Regions from separate parts of the Mus musculus genome. Here regions 1, 2, 3, 4, 5 and 6 are each linked to region 7. Evidence: chromatin contacts called from public HiChIP or PLAC-seq and promoter capture Hi-C data. All regions are on one chromosome and are shown on one strand. Each heading gives the region's core, a stretch centred on a gene start, on an enhancer-like site or on the middle of the called end of the contact. The rest is flanking DNA. Distances are from core to core; before and after follow the strand shown.

Region 1 (2,797 bases), core at 257-2,756, 950 kb before region 7:
GCACATTTATTGATGGACATCTATAGACTAGAATAAAATAAAATTATAGATTAATATTTATTTTATGATCACATGTTTGGGAATCATGATGCCTAGATTATTCTATTTGCTGTATTAAGGTTTCACAGGGAACCATGCTGCCCAGATGGCTCTATCTGCTGTATGGAGTTTTCACTGTACTAGTTCCAGTATTGTCTTTCAAAAACAGAAGCCTTGGAGGCAACATTTGAGTTTACCATAATAAATCTGACCATTTAAATGATTTGTTTTTATTATTGTGAACATCATCACATAAGACTTATGTCTACTTCGGATTGTCTCCTCAGAATGCATTTTGAATTTCTGAGTCACAGGACTTGATGCACTTAAAGGTGTTTCTGTGTCCCAACTTCCTCTTAAAAACCAAAGGCAGAGGCAGATGGCAGTCTGAACTTGCTGGTTGGTTCCTTTCAAATCTCTGATAATACAGTGACAGAACATTCTGGTGAGTACTCAGGCTGACTACGTGCTGATTGACCGTCTATATCTTCATTACCTCCCTGTTTTTGTTTTTGCTATATATGTGTATGTGTGTGTGTGTGTGTGTGTGTGCATGTGAGTGTGTATGTGTATGTGTATATTTTGCTTGTGTTCTGGGACATCTTGCTTTTCTGTCATTATTTGGTAATGGCTTTGTGTTTTGCAATGATTGACTTTGAAGAGTAAACAGGGCACCCTGTCCTTTTTCTGTTTACCTACATTTTGGAGTAAACTTACATTCTTGGAGACCCATGCCTAATAGGTAGAAATGGCCTACAAACCGCAGTTTAAGGCTAGGGTGTCATTGGTTGTAGTGTTCACCTGACACGCAGGAGACTCTACAATTGATCCCAGCACCTCAAACACGGCAGCACCAAAAAGAGCTCCAACTCACTTTCTTGAAGAGAAGGGAAGATGTAGTGGAGTCAGAGAGACAGTACTGGTCTCTATTTCTATCTATGTACTACTATCTTGTGATTTGGAATTGAAATAGCAGCTGGAAGCATGGCCCTGCTCACCCACCACTGCTCTTAAATACAAGCAATGTCTGGCTTAGACCACTTTGTCCAGTGCACTTTTGTACAGATGAAGAAGCTTAGTCACATATGTACTAAAAAGGTGCTAAGAGTATGCACCACTGGCTGGTCAAAGACACAGAAGTCAAGTGTCCTTTGGACCACGACTTTGCAGGTGATGATCACACACCTTTCTATGGATTCCTTTTGTCCTGTGAACAATCATGAACATGTTCTGTTTCTAGATTTGCTGCCCATCCTCAATCATGACATTTGCGGAGCTTTGGGCAGTGTGAACAACCAAGTACAGCTGATACTTCCTTCCTGTGGTTGAGAGCAAAGGTACCTTTGTTGTAGCTTCTAGAGTCCCGGATGGCAGCTTGTTCCTTTGGGTCTTCAGGGTCTCCTCTGAGGCTAGAGCCTGAGGCCTGACTGCTTTGTGATTCCTCTTTATTGTGCAGAATCCTATGAGAGTGGAGCCTAACTGAGCTCCTGGAACCCATCCAGAGCCTTGTGGGAAAGCCGCAGTGAGGCTGGTGCCAAATGGGCTTGTGTGCAACTTGGACGAGAGCCAGAGATCTAAAGATGTCTGAATTCCTCTGAACGCATCCTTTCAGTGGACATTTCCCAAAGCAAGCCTGGCCCCTCAGGATGACATTTCATTAGAACTCAGTTTCTTGGCAGTGTTCTCTGTAAATGTACGAGGGAGTCTACTTCAAAAAATGAAAATCTGGAATATATCTCTTTTCGTAAAATTGAACTTGCAGAGAATTTCAAAGTGGCATGAGAAACTGGGGTCTTGGATTTATTAATGGTGCTGAGCCACATGTCATGGTTGACTGCTTAGGACAATGGGGTAGATTCGCCACCCTACTCAGATTGAAATCATCTTGCTTCAAGGTGTGAATTTAGGACTGTCAGGTAATTTGGGAAGAAATCGTTCAGGAATTTCGGATTGTGATACATATATCATCCTTAACTAAACTAATGTCAAGCACTTCATATACTAATGAGTTTCAGATTGCAAAAATAAATACATAAAGCTTCCATTGTGCATAAATTTACAAATATCCCATAGTTAGACTGCTTAATATATGACTCATATTCCTTTTACACGTCCTGTTTCAAAAGCATGAAAGTATACGTAAGTGAGAAAACACCAGCTAACGTCAGAAGTAAAGTGACCTTAGAGTCACTAATAGCTTTTCCAGTTATAATTTAAGTAACGTGGAGGGGTTTCCCCTAACAATGAGGTTTATTTTTCATTTTTGAGTCCAGGTTTATTTGTAAAATAATTTCAAGGCAATTTTAGGAACTTTTCAAATGTCATATATTCCATTGTACAGTTAAGCCACTGTTATCAAGTGGAAAATAATATTAATCAGAAGAAAGTCATGACTTGAGCCAACTGCCATGGAACCGAGGGATTCAGAAGAGAACGCTCTTGCATGTTTACTGTGAAACTCTCCTAGGCTATGTATTTACACATACCAAGGGAGCAGTAGAAGGGAATAGATAACAATCAGAGGAGCCCTTGCTAGCAAATATCTGCTTAGATAATATTGATCATGCTAAAGTAGCTATGGTTCATCCTGGCTGGCCCAAATATCAGTTCCATGTTTGCTAAAACAAATTCCTCCATTTCTGGAACTCTTCCATGAGAACCTGGGAAAAACCCTGTGCGGAATATTGTGTGCCTTGCACTGGCCATGACACTGATTGCCAACTATCTGCTTACAGTAGCATCATTCTGGACATCCAGC
Region 2 (2,895 bases), core at 169-2,668, 640 kb after region 7:
AGAACCTTACATGTGATCCATTTTCTCTTATATATGATTCCTTTTGGTTCTGTTGCTATGTCTGCTACCGGCATTGGGACTTAGTTTCAATGCTATTATTCTTAAAGTGAAAGGAATTAAATCATGGTGAATAACCCTCTGTGCAGCCTCCGGTCAAGCCTTGACAGCCACACAACAGGTTTAGATCCCTGTAATTGACTGGCCTCTCAAAACAGGCTGAAACAGGGGGGTGGGGTGAAATTAAATTACATCTTAATGAACTGTTGCATGGCTGCCAAATCTAGCTTTGAAACAAATGAAGCTTTGAAACAAAATTACCTTCAAAAATAGCAATTTGAAGCCACATGGAGTGAGGCACACTTCTAGCCCCAGCACTGTAAAGGCCGAGGCAGGCAGATAGCAAGATTAAGGCTGGTTTAAGCTATAGAACGAGAGCTAGACCAGCTTGGACTACATAGTGAGACATTATTTCAAATAAATACATAAATAAAGTCATTAATTAATTAGACAACAGTTTTAGTACCATATTCCCTAAAAAGGTATATCGTGTATATAGATTAAAAACAAAAACAAACAAACAAAAAACCAAATGCTTAATTCCAGTCAGCCGGGTGCATACCAAAGGCCTAATGTATAAGGCCAGATACAAATGCGCCAATCATCAGCCTTAGGAAATCTCCTTCGTAACAGAGAACACAAATGAACAACAGTTCTCATCTTTTAGATCTGTCTCTGCTGGACGGGGTGGCACACACCTGTAAACCCAGCATCCTGGAGGCTGAGGCAGGAGTTTCAACAGCTCCAAACTAGTCTGGAGCTCCAAGGCCAGATCGACACCCCACCCCCAATCTGTTTTACTTCTATTCCCTTAGAGGGTGAGTGTATATAATTCCCAGATTCTCAGGAAAATTTAATACTGAAAGACCTTTTTTTAAAAAGCAATACTGTACTTCCAAATAACTGTTCAACAGTCTAACAAAGGATAGCTGAGGGATATGGGGAGGGAGAGCCTTAATTAATCTCTCACACTAAGGGATCCAGAGGAGGCTGGAGGAGTTTTAGGAATAGAAGACTCCAGGTATGATCAAGTATGCTTCAAGGCTGTGTCCTCAGCGGCTGCACGGAAAGCAGACGCAGACAGGACTGCGTGGAAGAGACAAGCCCGGCAGAGTTAAACAATAGAGGATTACGACCACCCGCAGGTACTGGGTAAACCAAACAGCCTCTGTGAACAGCTTTGAGGGGCCCAGATGAAAGGACCTGGCTCTGCTGGAAAAGCAGCAGCCCGCCCTGCTTGTTCCACAGCACTCTGCAAGACTGCCCTGCTCCGTGCGCCCTGAGCGATTCTCACCTCGGTGACAGCGGCCTCCGCTGCAGATGCCCGGGGATGGCTGAGAAGCGGGAGGACGCCGACGTGGCGGGAGGACAAGGCGAGTGGGTGCCACGTCACCCGGGCGGTGGCTCAGACCCGCCTGCCTCCCGCTGATGTCCCCTCCTCTCCCCTCCCCTTCCCTCCCCTCCCCTCCCCTCCTCAGCCCGCCCAGCGCGCTCCTCCCGCCGCCGCCCCACAGGATCGCGTGCTCGCTCGCCCGCCCGCCCGCCGCAATCGGAGAACCCCTCAAATCGGGGGATGCCGCGGGGCTCGGTGTCCCCCGCAAGACGAAGGACAAAAGTTCCTCAGCTGACAGGCGAGGGCTCTGCCCATGCGCCTAACGGCCCTCCTTTCTGGACTACGCTTTCCAGAAGCCTCCGCGATGACTCCGTGTGTGATCACGTTATGAAGTTTGGCTCTGAGTACCTCACTGTTGAGCGCTGCGCTGCTTCCCTAAGGCCTGATCTTTAAGGGGATGATTGAACAAGCAATGGGCACCCTGCGGAGTTAGACAGAAGGCCGTCAGAGGGTGCGCAGTGTGTACGGTGGGGTAGCTTAAATACTTGAAGTTTACATCCAAGGAGCTTGCAATTTTGTCTTAGGATTACTACCTTTCAAAACTATGTAAACGATAACACGAAACGCGAGAAACTAAAAAAATATGTACAGTATATATAAACCAAAAGAATACACCAAGTAAAGTGCCCTACATGTTAGTCCCCGCCTCCCCCTGGCCAAATTTTTAAAGTTGTATCCTACCGATGCAGAATGCCATTCTTATCCTCTCACTAAGAACGATGTCCTGAATATGTAAAACAACTTGTATATGTCCTTGGCCATAACTTTAGTCCGCACTGTACTAACCTTAGAAATATGGAAATATTACATTCTTCATACGAAAGTTACAATTTTTACACATAAATGTATACATATAGCATATATGGTGCCAGAGCTTTTAAGATCAACGACTGAGCCCCGGGCAGCCATAAGGACTCAGACTCATTGACTGGTCCTCAAAAGGCCAACTTAAGAGACAAGGGGACCAAACAGCCTGCAAGGTTCAGGATAAAGGTATTGTTGGCACAGAAACACAGCTCTTGCCTCTAAGGGGATAACTCTAAGGGGTTATTGTGAACTGAACATAATGATGGTCCTGGAACATAGACTTAGGGCACCCCAAATTTCCTTTTCCAACGTGCAAGCTGCTTCCCGGGGCTGTTTTATTTTGTGTATATGGGTTTGGGCCTGCATGTCTGTGTATCATGTGGGAGACATGCATGATGAAGCCAGAAGGGGGCATCTGATCCCTTGGAACTGGAGTGACGATCAGTCGTGAGCCATAATGTGGCACTGGGAAATGAACCCCTGGTCCTCTGGAAGTGGACCCAGCACTCGTCACCTCTGCCCCATCTCTTTGGTCCCTTCACAGAGCCTTCAGAGTAATAGAACAGAAGAAGTCATCAATGAGGACACTCACACACACTGGCGGAAACAATAGATGGGCAGGGTAAAACCAAATGGGA
Region 3 (2,835 bases), core at 331-2,830, 770 kb before region 7:
TCCTGTGTCTAAGAACAATACCATAATAGCCTAAAATTTTTAGTCTCTGGAAAATTCTGAAGAATGTTGCCAGGTTCAAAACTGGCATTTTTTTTCCTTTGAGTGCTATCTATCAGTTCTGGACATTTGTCTTGCCATGTCTCATCAATACTGTATTTACCTAGTGCTCACACTGGATTAGATATGATTTTTTAGTTATTTATTTTCTTTTATGTGTGTGGCTGTTCTGCTAGCATCTATGGGTGTACAGTATGTTCATACAATTCCTCAGATGCCAGAGAGGGCACTGGATCTCCAGAAACTGGAGTTCTAGGTGGTTGGGGACCACCATGTGGGTAGTGGGAACCAAACTCAGATCCTTTGCAAAGGCAGGAAATTCAATCACTCAAGCTCCCAAGATAATAGAACTGTAAAAAGAGAAAAAGTAAAGTGAGACTAAAACGATAGGCTACCCCATTATAGGCTTCTCTTCTTTGTACATATGACAGACAGTAAGAATATTCAGGAAATTGACTTGTCAGAGGATATTTAATAATAACACAAGAGTATACATGTTGAAAACTGAATAGAATTTCATTTAGGAAAGAAATTTCCTGGAAGCACACAAGACCGTGTGTGCCTGCTGTACAAGCAAACATGATGAGGACACGGTGGGAGCCTGGAGCTTAAACAGCTCGCAGCCTAATGGCATCTGATCTCCATGAGCTAAACCTATGGGTGCTTGGACCCATGCAGCCTGCTCTATGCCTGTCCACTGGGTGAAGCCCATGCATGCTTGGAGAAAGTCAGAGCTGGCAGCTACAAAAGAAGAGCAGTATTGATTTACTTATTTTGACTCCCATTCAAAAGCAACAACCACAAAATAAAAGTCACTTGGCAAAAATGGAGTGAGTGAGGAGGAGAGCTGACCTCCTAAAACAAGGATGTGATGAGCCATGTTTACTCACAGACCATCTGCAGGGCTGTCACAGCGAGGATGGGATGCTGAGCGCCAAACTGATGTTGCGTGGGCGTCACTTGAACATTTGTCTCTCTGGGCAACAGAGAGTAGTAACAGATTGTTCCGATTGAGACAAACCTTTCCCCTACTTTTTTGCCCAGTAACTTGCTTAAGTTGACACGTTTGTTGTTTCTCCTACACTTGACAATGACATCTGGGGAACACTCATTATTCTCAATATTTAATGTAGAATTAATGCTGAATTAATTAAAGTTGTGCTTCAGGCAGCTTTACTTATCTCCTCTAACAATAGCCTCTCCGGCTGCCATCTGACTCACTCAGGGTGGAAATCAACAGACACTTAGTGCATCACTGATACAGAAAAAGTGAAGACAGGGAATTGCACTCCCAATTCCCACCAATGGGCTATCAGCGTTGTCCTCTCTACATGTAGTTTTTGCGGACTCTGAACGCCATCCCCATGACTTTGCTTCTTGGAAGTGTGGGTGCTGTGCAGAAAGGATGTCAGGAATGTGTTTAGCAGATCATCATGAAAGACTTCTAGGGAGACTTGAGAAACAGTTATCCTAGCACAGGGACTGTGAACAGTCAGAGGCAGCCTCCTGAGGAGAAAGGATGACGTCAAGAACTCTAAGGGGGAAAAAAGTGATTCATGGAGTCACTGGGAAATAAATGGTCTTAACCACCCACCTTCTGAGAGAGTGACTCGACGGATCGTGCTGGATACCATGATGAGAAGTGACATCGGTGTTCATGATCTTCCCTGAAGAAAAGTAAAATGATTGAAATGGTGAATATATTATTTGCTAGTTGTGCTTTAAAAACGCCATCAGAGCTGTTACATCGTTTGTTCTTTGAAGCATCTTGAGAAGCAGACAGTTTTATTTCCAGTTCAGACAGAAGGAGAATAATAAAAGGAAAATGTTGAGTTTCTCCAGCGGGCAAGTCAAAGCTCGCACACAGACTGTGTCTACATCCTTCTCAGCCACTGTCTGTAACTTGAGTCTCGATCATTACCTCATTGGCTTGTTGTGAAACAAGTAATTAAAACAATGCCTAGAACTTACTGGATGATGCACTGTGGGCTTCTATTATAGTAGAACTGTTAAAAACTGTTCTGTGAGGTTAATTTAACTTGAACAGACTACTCCAAAAACACACTGCCAATGCAGGTAGTGCATACATTAAGGCTAAAATCTAAGCTCGTCTCAGGATCAAAAGAGAGCTCTGGGGAGATAGAAAATCTCTTGGGTTTTGCTCTTCCATCCCAAAGATAATAAAATTTTTCTTAAATGTCAGTGTAGTTACAAGTCTACTCACAATGGGCTATTGCTGCTTGTAATTGAGAAAAACTAGAGTGACCACATGCTGTCAGTAAATAAGTGATACAATAAGCCCAGGTCCAGTCACAAATAGACCCATCAGAAGCACCAGGAAATGGTGGGAAAATCTCCACCTTGTTATTATGCTTGTCGTGGATATTGTTTGAAGTGAGCAAAGCAAGACTGACAAGAACACATGTGCATGAGACAACTACTCATTCAAAAGCAAGGCAAATAAACACATACATATGATCGATCAACACATACTACAGATAATACAACCATACAAATATATTGCATAAACAATACAAATGTCAATACAAATATATTACAAGAGGATAAAGTAGAGAATTTTTTTGTGTGAGAATTTAGAAAATACTAACACATTAGATGTAAAAAAAAATTCTCAAAGAACAGAAGAACGTGTTCAGCCTGATCGATCTGATATAGAAGCCAGCTCACATTATGCCTGACAGTGAAGACAGCCTGCTGTCCCTGTGAGTAGACAGGACAGGGCAGTTCCTACCTCTCCATTCTTCCAGCCAGTGAAAT
Region 4 (3,222 bases), core at 66-2,565, 880 kb before region 7:
ATCAAAGGAGGAAAAGAAAACACTGACTCTTGGGGAATCCCCATCCCTAGCTATTTTTAACTACGAGGTATATGACTGACCTGGGCCACAAAACTGCCTGTCCTCGTGGCCCAGGGGCCTTGTCAAGAGCTTTTTCCCACATCATAAAGTACATGAATTCTCATTTAGTCTGTATCACATCCCCTTTTTAACATATTAAAAATTGTGGTTATCTCAAAATAGTGTCCTTCTGATTTGGATTAGAAATGTATGTAATCTTTACATAAGGAAAAAGAAAAAAACAGAACCTATAGTAGGGTGTACAAAATATTCAATTCCAAGTGAATTAAAAGCTAAATAAGCAAATTTAAGAGAAAATATTTGGAGCTAAGAAAGGGAGGGAAAATATTTTTTAATTAAGATAATATTTAATTTTGTTTGTATGTATGTGTATTTATATGCATTGCATTCATGCATACATGCGTGTGTGTATTTGTATGTATGTGTGCATGTGTATCTGTGTCAGTACTCATGTGTGTGTGTTCGTGTTCAGAATCCAGAACATGGCATTGGATCCCCTGGAACAGGAGTTACAAGCATATATTAGCCATTAGTGGGTGCTGGGATCTGAACTCGGATCCTCTGGGAAACTAGAAAGCTCTCTTTCCAGCCCAGAAAAGGTTATTTTTTTTTTTTTATTTTTGTAGAAAACTGCAACATTAAAAAGAATATAAAAGAAAATATATTAATTTACCTGTACCTTAGTTAAAAGCAGGTTGCATTTCTGGCTAGGGTCAAGAGAATGATAGCAAAAACAAGCAAAAAACAACAATAGTTATACCTTAAACAGACAGGTCTAAAATTAAACAAAATTATCAACAATGAGCATTTTAGTCTCTGGAGAGTGACTGATGCCAGGCCGTGTTGGCACATGCCTTCAGTCCCAGTAGGGGCAAACAGATCTCTGTGAGTTCAGGACAGCAAAACCCTGTCTCAGGGAGAGGGGGTGGGGGAAGAGGGAGAGAGAAAGGGAGCAGGAGCAGGGAGAGGAGGGGAGGAGGAGAGAGACTTAAAGCAAATCAGCATGAAGTTCCACTGGAAACCTGAGCACAAACAGGGGCTCCTGCAGCTGGAAGTTGCTAGGGCTGCTCAGTGTGTGGACTTACCAGGGCAGTGCTGGCCATGAACACCAGAAGATTTGCTGCTGTAGGGGCTAGGGACTTTAATTAGATTTGGGGGTGAAAATGAATGGCCAATGGTGTTTTTAACAAAATAAAGATCGAAACAGGAAAGGAGTGGCCCAGAAGAGTGTTAGCCTGGCACTATTGGTCCAGGTAGCAATTCCTGGCAGAACAGCCTGGAATTTCAGGGAGATATTTTGGCAATTAGAAAGCCATAGAAGACTTTCAAAGGCTCAGTACACTCTCATGTAAAACTGGAAATGCTATGTGCAGACAGAAGACACTAGAAAGCCCAGGAGAAATACAGGCCAGGGTCCTTCTGGTACCTGGCCAGTCCCAAAGGTGCAACTCCTCCTGTACATCCATCCACAGAGATTGGAAGTCCCCCACGCTTTAACATTTTTCCGAGCACAGACCCTCCCTACTATTCAGATGGGGAAGGGCGGGGGTGGACTAGCCCCCCATTATATGGCATCAGGGGCCATATAATGTCAGGGAGCCTGTCTGCAGACAATTCCAGACTGGTTAATAAACAACTACAGAAACTCTCAAGGCAGAAAGCTTCATAGCTCTTTTGATATATCATTAAACATTCCAATATCCAATAACAAAATAAGTATAAGATGTGAAGAGGGAGATAAAAAGAGCCAAGAAGTTTGTAAAAATGTATAAAAACAGTGAACGGAAGTGGAATATAAGTACTGCGAGCACACTTCTCTGAGCATATAAAGACTTCAATTCGTTTTCTGCTAGAGGATTCAAGATCATGTTTAAAGAGGTAAAGGAAAATGTAAGGACAGAAATCTCACAGCTACTGCATCTTTATAAGTAAGGAAATCAGAAAGAGAAACAGGTGTTAATCATAACAGTTAAGCTGAAAAAGATCACTAAAAGATTTTTTTAAAGGTATTTGAAACGAATTCAATGATTGGTTCATCGCCATTTATGTTGTGTAAAATCGGAGCGAAAACTAAGGTAAGAAAATGGAGAACCAGGTATTTTATGGGACAGCATCAAACTCTCCCTACAGTATACGTTCCTCAGCAGTGTTGGAAAGAAAAGCATCTACCACCTCTGCCAGTGACAGCGACTAGGCTCAACTGATGGCTTCTAGATGGCTTGGGTGAGATTCCGTGGCCCTTGTGGTTACAAATGTTCTCTTGTTCGTTACTGCACAGCAAAGGCACACTGTCCAATCCCTTTAAGAGGAGCATCTGCCTGCCTCGCTCCCTTCCCTGTCGTGGTTTCTCGAGGTTGAAGTGCAGGGAAGCGTTGATTTGCGGTTACGTTTGGACTTGGCGGTCCTTTCCTGGGCCGCTTGAGGAAAGAGAGAAGGCCAACTGCCTGCCTTATCAAAGGGACCTCTACTCACACATCTGACGTGGGTGGGAAACGGCTCTGACAGAAAGGGAGACTGTCTCTCTCAGGTCTTCCTAACTGGAATGTGGCTTTTTGTTTTATTACAGTGTTTGCCTTTCTAAACTTTTATGTCACCAGAAAAAAAAAAAAACATTTAAAACACTAACATATTTTAAATATGCAAGTTTCATTCCCAATAAAAATAAAATATATTTCATATTGAGATACTAAATTATCATCTTATAGTGGAGCTAAATTTAAATTTTTTAAATTTAAATTCTTAAATTTTTTTTTAAGATAGAAAGTATTTGTGTCATGTTACAAAAGAAAGATCAAATGAACTTTATTGCAGTTCGTTAAGATTGAATTTCATTAGTTCCTGAGCGGCGCTTCATTTCAATGTGTTATATAGTTAAGTTTGTAGTTTCATAAAATGCCATTTTTCAGGTCTAAAGCTAACAAAGGTACTTTAAAATCCAACAATGATAAATATTGACTAACGAATATTGACATGGGAATCATCTTATCATAGCAGGGGGCTGTAAACTATTGGAACCCCTTGGGGGAGTATGGTAACAACTAATCAGTATGAAAAGAGACTTAAGCTTTCCACAGCCTGGCAAATCCTGCCCTGGTTACGCATGTGGAGAAACGCCTGTGTCTATACTCAATACAAACATAAAGACCAGCACGGGTGCTTCTG
Region 5 (2,923 bases), core at 268-2,767, 720 kb after region 7:
GATTTATTTTAGTGACATAGAAATGTTGCTAGTTTTCTCCAAACAAGTCAACAACCATTTCATTCCTAAGTGTTTGTTCCCTACTAACTGGGGTGTCACCAGAATCAACTTCTAAATTCTTTTTTGGTTTTTTTGTTTGTTTGTTTGGTTGGTTGGTTTTTTCGTTTTGTTTTGTTTTTTGAGACAGGATTTCTCTGTGTAGCCTTGGTTGTCACGGAGCTCACTCTGTAGACCAGGCTGGCCCCGAACTCAGAAATCCACCTGCCTCTGCCTCCCAAGTGCTGGGATTAAAGGCATGAGCCACCACTGCCCAGCAATATCTAAATTCTTACATATACTTGATTGGATATGTTCTGGGTTTTCTATTCCACCCTGCTCACTGCTGTGTCTCTTTGGCTGCTAGTAAACGACTGACTTGTGAAAACTAGTAGTTTTATCCTTTAGAAAGTTTTTTTTTTCTCGTCTCATCACAAAATCAAAAGCAACATAAGAAACTCAAAATTGTTAAAACGCTGACGGTCGGGTTTGGCTTACGTTAAATTGATCAGGATATTCAGAGTTCGAGTTCTGGGAATTACCAATCTTTGACTCGAGAATATGGAACTATTTTCCCACTTCAAAATGCAGTAAAAACAAACCAACCAACCAAAACCATTCACACAGGTGTACGGCAGTGATAAGATGGATCCTGTATGTTAGTGGAAGAATTTTTAACCTTGAACAGAAACATTTCTCCTATTATGTATTTCTACAACATAAAACTTTCTTATATGTATGCAGAAAGTTAAAATGTTAGTTAACTCGCTTTACATTGCCAGTGAAGGGAACTGTCAGTGGATCAGAAACCAGCTGAAGTGTTTTTTGTTGCTGTCCTTGCTGTTCATACAGGTCAGGGCTTAGACCCCACTAAGACTTAGGCATTCAAAGCCAGGTGGGAAGAGTCAAGCTTCCTTAATGAAAGATAGACTCTCTGTCTTCCAGCCCCAAAGCCAGACAAGGTAGGTGCACGCTCCCCCACCAGCTTCGTCCCGCCCCGCTAACTGGCGGGCCATTTATTACCTGTCCTTCTTGTCTCTATCGTTCACGCCACTTTTTCCAAGGATAAGGATATGCTGCACTTTGGCTACATCTCCCACGCTTGCAGCCTTGTGGATCTTGCCCATATCCTTGTCGTGAATATGGTACCTGGGCACGTGGGAGCCACTAGCACTCTCGCGTCCAAAGCCCACGCAGTTGCTGCGCGGGCGGGCAGAGGGGCCTAAGGGCGATGGGCCCTTACTCCTGAAGCCAAAAATCTTCTTCATGGCAGAGGGTACGCCCCTCACAGGCACCTTCTTCCCCGCGCAACGTTGGCTGACAACACAACGCAGCTAGGGCACTTATTGAAAAGCCGGCCTAGACGCACGGGATCCCACCGGGAAAGACGCTGCATGGCCCGGCAGGTTTTTAAAGCACAATAATCGCCAAGCCGAGCTGCAAACTAGCAACCCGCGCCTTCTTGCTGCCGCGCATGCTCACACAGGCCCAGCAGCGACCAGTGCCCAGCACGCGTGCGCACGGCCAGGCTCCGCCTTCTTTGCTGTTCAGGAGGTCAGGGCGCTGCAACCTAGCGGGTTCTCTAACCCGGGGTTTAAGGCGGAGGTGGGCAGTGTGTTGTTTCCAGAGGCCCGGGTTAGCCTCGGTTTGGGCGTGATCGCTGCAAGGCTTCAACAGGAATGGGGGTCGCTCAGCAGCGTGGAACCCAGACCCAGTACTCCAGGACTGCGGGCATTGAGGGCGCCTGGCAGATGGGCGCAGAACCTTCTGGAGTCCGGCCTCCCTGCTTAGCTTTGGCCTTGTGTTTCAGTGGCAGTTAAACCTGTTGGGGAGCAAACCTATTGGACTCTAGGTAGGCGATAATCAAAAAGTAAACTACAAACAGCATGGATGGAATCGTGGCGTGGAAGAGTAAGGGAAGAGATTTTGTTAAGCTAAGTAGTTTGGGAATTAGTGCAATAAATGATCGTGTTTCACAGCCTAAAGAGTCAGTATATGAGTTAGACAAGCTGATGGGAGGTAAGAAGAAAAGGTTGTCTGCATTTGGGATCTGAATGAAACGATATGATGTGTGTAAATTTTTGGTTTTGGACCTGGAAAAAGTAATACTTAGTAAGCAGTTTTCCAGTGTAAGTGTTCACCTTGACGTTTTAAATTGTTAATAAATTTTGTCAATCTAAAGCCACAACTCACCTCAAAGGGAATAAAATACCGTTCGTGCCTAATAGGACCTCCAGTGGCCGCAGGAACTACCTCAAATTCAGGCTACCTCAAATCCTGTTTCATGTTCCAATTTTAATAGAAACGACAACAAATCAACCCACTTTTCAGATACGTCGGTGGGTACGTCAGGTAAGTGGGTTTTGTGTTAACACCCCTCAGATGGCAGTTGATGAATTTCTTACCCCCTTTGGCTGATGGAAGCTAGGAGTCCCAGTGGACATTCCAAAGGCTTTACCTCCTGGACATAAAGAAGCTAGGTCCCACGCACAGGAGAACACGATGGCTCAATGTGATTTGCTTCTGGACTTGCAACGTTCAAAACTTGCTACGGCAGTAGTTCAGATCAGTCAGTTCCTATGGTACAGCTTCTTTTTTTTTTTAATTTTTAATTTTTTATTAGATATTTTCTTTACATTTCGAATGTTATCAGCTTTCCTATCCTACCCCCTCCCCCTGCTCCCCAACCCACAGGAATCCCACTTCTGCAGTGTGGATCTGTAATACATGCTGTACTCAATGGAATGATTCCACAGGTTTTTGATTTGACTATATCTTTTGTAATAAAAATTGAAATAAATTCTATTGCTAATTTTATCTTTGTGTGTGTGTGCGCGCATGTGTGTGCATGTGTGCCTCTGTGTGTGTGTGTGTAAAACAGAATCTC
Region 6 (2,793 bases), core at 55-2,554, 620 kb before region 7:
TTTTGTCATGTGTTCCCATCATCCACCATGGCCTGAAGTATCCAGCAAGCCTTTCCTACACTCAAGCAGATTCTGAAGTTGAGCTATCACTATTTATTATTTGAATTATTGGGGATGGAGCCCAGAAATTTGGACATACAGGGCAAATGTTCTACCCATGATCTGTAGTACCAGGCAAGTATTATATTTGCAAAACTCCAAAACTGAGAGATAAACAACCCTCCTTTCTTAGTTAAAGCCCAACCTCAGGTACTTCATTATAGCAACACATAGTGGAGTAAGACAGGTGATGAGGACTGAAGTCACATTGAGCCTCAGTTAGTGTGGATGTGACATCATCTGGGTCCTCCATTGAGACCCTGGCTGAAGTTGCCTATGTGGTATCTTCAGGTAGTGCTTGGCTCACTCATGGAGAGGAGTTGAGTATCAAGTAGAAGTATCATAAAGCAGTCTGCAGAAACTGCATGGCTTACTTGACCTCATCTCAGAATTACAGTGTCATTTCTACTGCATGCTGTTTGTTACAGTGAGTCTTGAAAGCCAGTCACATTCAAAGGGAAGGATCGAAACAACATAACAACAACAACAACAACAACAACAAAACACAGACAGGTCTTAAATTCAATATGAATTTCTGTCCTCACACAGAGGAGGGAACCAAGGCCTGGAGATCCCAAGGCCCCCACATCTTGGCTCACACAGCTTGCCAGTTGAAGAAGGGGGAACTGAAAGCAGTCCCGCTAGTGCCCAAAGCCTGTTACTGAGCCGCTGTGCGACCCTGTCCCCCAAAACCAGAAGAAAGAAACTAGTAAGCCCTTTAAAAGCAAGGCAGGGGATTCTGCTAAGGGAGCTGAGAAAATCTGAGCAGTGAGGTCTGCACTGTGTGGAAGGGTCTGAGGATGGGTGCAGAGCCTGAAGAAAGGTGCAAGAGGAAAGCATTCAAGGCACACACAGGATGTGTGCGGTTGGGAACACACACATGATCCCTGACTGCTGGGTGAGCATAAAGGACAGAGAGCTGGATGAAACCTGGCTATAAAAGTGTGTCAGTGCCAGCCTGATGCCTTTCTTGTCTTTCATCTCTGACTGAGCAGCATCAGTAGCACACACAGCTTCTTAGCCTCCATCTGGACCTCTCAAATTCGAACCAATAGAGTTGGGCTCAGCATGCTGTTTTTGCAAGCCTGCCAGGTGATTCTGATTCTGACATGGATTTGAGACACTCCGTTCTTGGTACTGGTGCAGGCGACTACCTAGGCAGATCTGCCTACTGTGGTGTGCTGAGCCTATTGCAAAGAGAGAGCAGACTGTGCGTGTGTGTGTGTGTGTGTGTGTGTGTGTGTGTGTGCATGTATGACTAAGGCTCATCTAGAGCAGGAGGGGGGGGCAGTGGTAGGCTTGGAGAGTGTTTGGTGAGGCACTGGATATTGAGGTTTGGCCCTCCAGTGAGAAAGAGTGAGAGCCACCCTCACTGCCCCCTAAAAACTCACAACACAACATTTCTCTGAATCTCTGAGCCATATTGCTCAAGAGTCAGAGCATAAACAGCTCTCTGGGTCGGGTTACAGGGCTGGTTTCCTGCCATAGTATCAACCTACCTACTCTGCATTTTGCCTTTGGCAAAGCATGGCTGGGTCACGCAGTTTCTCTGTTTCTGAACTGCACCACTGACTTTCATAAGCCACATATGCAGACTGTTTTAAAAACTAAGATAAATGACAGAACCTGGAAATTGAAAACATTCTTGGCATAACGCACTTGCTACTTTTAAAAAATCTCTTGTTGTTATCCATCATGTATTCATTCAAAAGTTGTTGTGCACAAAGTAGGTACAAGACCCTTAGAACACAATCAAGGTCTTTGTTGTGCACCTAGTAGGCACAAGGATCCAAGAATGGAGTCATGGCCTGCTCTCTGGCCTTTTCCTTCTTTGTCCTTCTGTGAGATAGAGAAAAACACAGCTTGGAGTTTAGAATTGGGATTCAGGCATTAAGTTTATGATATTGTAAAATCCCATTTTTAGGCACTCTGGGTCACTTAAGAAATGGATTGAAGATCTGCCTTGCATGTCTCAAACTGTGTGAATCACAAAGAGTCAGAGTAAGGGCGCGGCTGGAGAGCAGTGGGGGCTGTGCACGCGCAGCATCCTCCCTTCTTCCTTCCCTGTCACCTTCTGTCACCCCTGTAGGGTCCTTGGCTCTAAGCAGAACACTCCCTTGCCCAGCTCCATGCCCCCATGTGGAGCCCTACAGATGCCATTCTCTTTCCGGCCACTCCTAGCTGGCTGCTGTTCCAATTCAGCAAAGAACATTAAAAAAACCAGTTCAAGGGTCCACTGCACATAAGCAGATCTTTCTGTTTCTTTGCATTCTTTACTGGGAATTCTCACCAATGTGGTTGATAGAGTCGGCTTATTGATATCTAAGGAATGTGTCCCTCTGTTACATAGGAGGCCCCCGAGAGTTCTGGAGTATAGAGGAAGTCTCCAACAGAGGGGAGAGACAGGACAGAGCACATAGCTGCCAGGGTGCCTGGGTGCCTGAATAGGGGATGGGAGCAGGAAATGCAGAGGCCCAGGTCCCTGAGCTCAGTCTTATAGGACTTTAGGCCTTATGAATTACCCAGAGTAAATTGTTCAAGAGTTTTATACATAAAATCTCCCAAATGCTTTCTTTAAAAAGCACAGATTTATAAACCAAATTGACCATCAGGACAGATCTCCATTCACTGGTGAGGGGGTAGCCCTCAGCCATCAGGTGCTTTCTGAGGCCCAGGCAGGCCCTTTGCAGTAGA
Region 7 (3,205 bases), core at 62-2,561:
CAAGTCTGATGACCTGAGTTCGATTCCCTGTAGGAAAGGGTGAGCCCACTCATACTAATGATTCTCTGACCTCCACAGGCACAGCAAGACACCCCTCACATCCACACACTAAACAAAATGGGATCTTTTTTTCCCAAAAAATACGTGTACCCAAGTCCTCAAGGCTGTTAAGAGAATCTTTGCAGATTTATGAAGGAAACATGAGTTCTTGTCTCCCCTGATGGCCCCCTTTTCCTACCGATGCTTTGTCAACTAAAACTTGTCCTAATCCCACATCTGGTCTCACAGAACAGAGATGTCCTGTGAAGTCAAATATTTCATCCAGTCTGACACATGTAATTCTGGGAAAGGAACAAGGGCACTGCAAGAGGAACATTTCTTATGGTCTCTTTCATTCAATAGGATAGCTAAATCTACCAAGGGAAGACTCTGGGGGAGGCTCACTACGAAAGAAGTCAAGTCAGGGCTCCAGGGTGAGACTAATGTCCTTTAGAAAAGCTATTAGAGGCAGGCAGTGGTGGTGCACGCCTTTAATCCCAGCACTTGGGAGGCAGAGGCAGGCGGATTTCTGAGTTCGAGGCCAGCCTGGTCTACAGAGTGAGTTCCAGGATGGCCAGGGCTATATAGAGAAACCCTGTCTCGAAAAACCAAAAAAAAAAAAAAAAAAAAAAAAAGGCTATTAGAAATGCATATAAATAAATGCAGTCGATGGACGTTTAAGGCATCTTAAAAGAGATTTTATTGAATGGATGCTCAATTTCATCCACGCCCCTCTCAGGACCAAAAGGGCTACTCTCCCATCTCTAATAACTAATTTTAGAGTGTTCAAATCTCAACCCTTGTGTCATTAACTTCTTCAGTTAGGAAGACAATGTTAGTGTCCACTCAGGGAATACTGTTCCCTCGAGTTCCCTTGGCTCAGAAAGTCTCCCGGGCCCCGCGTAGGTGCCCTATGGGGTCCTGGAGCCGTCGGACCTGGGCTCCCCACAAGTGAGCGCCCTGGGTCGTACAACTAGTCGGGGTAGTACCTAAACTCCGAAGTCCTGCAGTGCCTCGTCCATCTTTTGGGTGAAAAAAAACTTATTACACGGACCAGAGAGTATTCCTGATTCTTTGTCCGAAATACTTGGTCCCGGCTCCTATAGGGAACCCTGAGTCTTCTGCAGTTTTAACGTCATAAGCATTCCCAAGCTTCAACCACCGCTCCTCCACAGGACGGCGCTCCCCAACAACCAGAAGCAGCCACCGCGTTTCTGCCGCAGCTCGGTCGCGGCGCTTCCCACAGTGCCTCGGGGCGCGCGCGGGCTCCTGGGAGTTGTGGTCCGGCGACGCGCAGCGTTGCAGCGGCTGCTACGGGCTCGGCGCCGGCTTTGTCTGTCTGCGGGCGCGCGCCGCTGCGGTGAGTGTTGCTGAGGCCGGGGCTGTGCGCCCGAGAGAGGGGGCTGTGTCTTGAGCCTGCTGCTCCGGCCAGGGCGCGTGAGCAGGCCAGGCTGGCCGTCCGGGCCAAAATCGCCAACCGCAGACAAGGGTGCGCTGGTCGGAGAGCGGGTGGGCCGCGGTGTGCTGCGGAAGGGTCCTGCTGCAATGTCGGGGTCCCTGGGAGGCTGGGGCCCCGCGAGCGTGGGAGGGGCCACAGGAAGGTCCAGCTAGGCCAGGAGAGCAGAGTTCACGCCTAGGGAGAGAGCCTAGCAGGGAGTGGCGTCCAGCGTGGGGGGAATTCATCCTCACCCAAAGCTCCTAATCGCACGTTAAATTGCCTCATTAGATTTTTCCCAAACCCTACAGATCACCCTGTCTGTCCTCCAGCCCTCTCTCCTGAAAAAGCACCATTTTAGGTCTTGGATTTGTAGGGCGTGTCTCAAATGTAAGAGATCCCTCACTTTCTGGTCCTCAGTTCTTCCGAGAGCTAGCTAATTGAGATAGTGTTAACTTGTTTACTAAGAGAAGAAACTGGAGTCGGGGCTGTTAGGTTGTTCTGCTACAGGGCATACACCGAGGGAAACAAGGCAAAAAATTCAAGTCTCTCGGGGCCTAATTCTGAGCTGTGGTAACATTTCTGATAGGAAAAGCAGCGTTTTGTGTTACGAAATCACTCTCTTTCAATATCTTCAAGAATTTGATTGCTCTGACTTGAACAGGTTCTTCCTTGACAATTTCCTGTTGTCAGTTGTCCTGCTATTAATCAGGGAGTCTGGAGACACAGCTGAGGCATGTTGGCTACTTCTTAGCAGGTAGAGGAGTTCAGGTATCTACCGTGTTCACTCATTTTGACTTAACCATGTTCTCTAGACACTCCAGAGACAAAAAAGTCCAGCCCCAGGGAGTAGCTACCATGTGCTTTTCTTTGTGAATCACAGGGGAGTTTTGTTGGCTTTATTTTTAATCAATAATATCTCTAAGTGAATGCATTTGCAGCATGACAGGGGACCCCTTTATAGCTTGTGTTCCAAGTTGGAAGTGAATCCTTCAAAGATTTCTTGACATCAGGCTATATAACTGAATGGATAGAAGGGTTAGCTATTTGGTTAATAAAATAGAAAATCGTACCATCAGATTGCTAATTCATTAAGCTAGGAATCCAGCATTTTGACCAGACATACTGAAACAAAGATTATACTGTACCACTATGTAAACAAAGTGTACAGATTCAGGAATTTGATCCTTAAATAAGCATTCCATGGGGGGTGGGGGGAGGGAGTGGTGGTTTGGGTTAAGAGCCTACTAAGAATTACCAGAAGGTAACAAGACCTTCTTTGTTAGGTCCTTGTAACTTGAGGGGAGCTGAAAAGGAAAGCTGGAGCTATTTCTTCCTAACACCAGTCAGGAAGGCTGGTGTGCTGACTTCTTGCCTGGAAAGTAGAGAACCCCAATTTTTTATCAAGACCAAATGCAAGCAGAGCGGCCCTTACCTGGGGACTAACAGTACAGTAGGCACTCCTACTTCTCTGCTATCTGTTTCCCTCTGCCTCCTTGCTCCTAGATTCATTTCTGTTTGGTCAGTCCTGCTATCTTCCCCACCCCCACCCCAGCCCACCCTGCCCAAACATTTATTTATGATTATATGTAAGTACACTGTAGCTGTCTTCAGATACACCAGAAGAGGGCATCAGATCCCATTACAGATGGTTGTGAGCCACCATGTGGTTGCTGGGAATGGAACTCAGGACATCTGGAAGAGCAGCCAGTGCTCTTAACCATTGAGCCA

What was found. Promoter capture Hi-C pulls out the DNA fragments that hold promoters and counts their contacts. HiChIP or PLAC-seq counts read pairs in DNA pulled down with a chosen protein or histone mark.
Region 1: a contact with region 7 is called in a promoter capture Hi-C map of hippocampal neurons, with 4 times the contacts expected there. The contact joins the enhancer-like site here to the promoter of Zfp637 in region 7. A contact is called at or near these places in 7 of 39 promoter capture datasets (the 3T3-L1 cell line, embryonic stem cells, hippocampal neurons and 2 more), 1 of 484 Hi-C or Micro-C datasets (embryonic fibroblasts) and 1 of 115 datasets of contacts at active chromatin or transcription factors (the NIH/3T3 cell line).
Region 2: a contact with region 7 is called in a promoter capture Hi-C map of liver, with 2.8 times the contacts expected there. The contact joins the promoter of Zfp9 here to the promoter of Zfp637 in region 7. A contact is called at or near these places in 3 of 39 promoter capture datasets (the 3T3-L1 cell line, liver and pre-B cells), 1 of 484 Hi-C or Micro-C datasets (muscle stem cells) and 2 of 9 other capture datasets (liver and pancreatic islet).
Region 3: an H3K27ac HiChIP or PLAC-seq map of embryonic fibroblasts shows a contact between it and region 7, with 10 times the contacts expected there. The contact joins the enhancer-like site here to the promoter of Zfp637 in region 7. A contact is called at or near these places in 5 of 39 promoter capture datasets (the 3T3-L1 cell line, cranial neural crest, embryonic stem cells and 1 more), 1 of 484 Hi-C or Micro-C datasets (embryonic stem cells), 3 of 115 datasets of contacts at active chromatin or transcription factors (the NIH/3T3 cell line, craniofacial prominence and embryonic fibroblasts) and 2 of 9 other capture datasets (adipose tissue and embryonic stem cells).
Region 4: a promoter capture Hi-C map of hippocampal neurons shows a contact between it and region 7, with 6 times the contacts expected there. The contact joins the enhancer-like site here to the promoter of Zfp637 in region 7. A contact is called at or near these places in 9 of 39 promoter capture datasets (the 3T3-L1 cell line, the C10 cell line, cranial neural crest and 5 more), 3 of 484 Hi-C or Micro-C datasets (brown adipocytes, embryonic fibroblasts and nephron progenitors), 4 of 115 datasets of contacts at active chromatin or transcription factors (embryonic forebrain, embryonic limb bud, fibro-adipogenic progenitors and 1 more) and 2 of 9 other capture datasets (adipose tissue and embryonic stem cells).
Region 5: a contact with region 7 is called in a promoter capture Hi-C map of erythroid cells, with 8 times the contacts expected there. The contact joins the promoter of Ankrd26 here to the promoter of Zfp637 in region 7. A contact is called at or near these places in 5 of 39 promoter capture datasets (the C10 cell line, erythroid cells, liver and 1 more), 1 of 484 Hi-C or Micro-C datasets (memory CD8 T cells) and 1 of 115 datasets of contacts at active chromatin or transcription factors (pancreatic cancer cells).
Region 6: a contact with region 7 is called in an H3K27ac HiChIP or PLAC-seq map of acute myeloid leukemia, with 11 times the contacts expected there. The contact joins the enhancer-like site here to the promoter of Zfp637 in region 7. A contact is called at or near these places in 5 of 39 promoter capture datasets (the 3T3-L1 cell line, the HPC-7 cell line, cranial neural crest and 2 more), 1 of 15 datasets of contacts at CTCF or cohesin (the NIH/3T3 cell line), 2 of 115 datasets of contacts at active chromatin or transcription factors (acute myeloid leukemia and embryonic forebrain) and 1 of 9 other capture datasets (embryonic stem cells).

The regions. Positions count from the first base shown.
Region 1 is chr6:116,893,760-116,896,556 of GRCm38.p6, forward strand. No RefSeq gene overlaps it. Among named protein-coding and RNA genes, the nearest start is that of Gm36873, 100 kb to the left of the region's middle. Within about 2 kb of position 1,507, at least 30 of the 459 cell types and tissues checked have an H3K27ac peak or open chromatin away from gene starts, as enhancers often do. A contact at or near this core is called in hippocampal neurons and liver, where this site is marked.
Region 2 is chr6:118,477,855-118,480,749 of GRCm38.p6, forward strand. Zfp9 (zinc finger protein 9) reads right to left here and starts at 1,419. Exons shown (of 6, transcript NM_011763.2): 1 at 1,352-1,419.
Region 3 is chr6:117,070,506-117,073,340 of GRCm38.p6, forward strand. No RefSeq gene overlaps it. Among named protein-coding and RNA genes, the nearest start is that of 2810048H02Rik, 81 kb to the right of the region's middle. Within about 2 kb of position 1,581, at least 37 of the 459 cell types and tissues checked have an H3K27ac peak or open chromatin away from gene starts, as enhancers often do. A contact at or near this core is called in the NIH/3T3 cell line, adipose tissue and embryonic fibroblasts, where this site is marked.
Region 4 is chr6:116,960,771-116,963,992 of GRCm38.p6, forward strand. No RefSeq gene overlaps it. Among named protein-coding and RNA genes, the nearest start is that of Gm36873, 170 kb to the left of the region's middle. Within about 2 kb of position 1,316, at least 3 of the 459 cell types and tissues checked have an H3K27ac peak or open chromatin away from gene starts, as enhancers often do.
Region 5 is chr6:118,560,754-118,563,676 of GRCm38.p6, forward strand. Ankrd26 (ankyrin repeat domain 26) reads right to left here and starts at 1,518. Exons shown (of 34, transcript NM_001081112.2): 1 at 1,060-1,518. The coding sequence starts at 1,304.
Region 6 is chr6:117,217,922-117,220,714 of GRCm38.p6, forward strand. No RefSeq gene overlaps it. Among named protein-coding and RNA genes, the nearest start is that of Cxcl12, 51 kb to the left of the region's middle. Within about 2 kb of position 1,305, at least 30 of the 459 cell types and tissues checked have an H3K27ac peak or open chromatin away from gene starts, as enhancers often do. A contact at or near this core is called in acute myeloid leukemia, where this site is marked.
Region 7 is chr6:117,839,870-117,843,074 of GRCm38.p6, forward strand. Zfp637 (zinc finger protein 637) reads left to right here and starts at 1,312. Exons shown (of 3, transcript NM_177684.3): 1 at 1,312-1,399.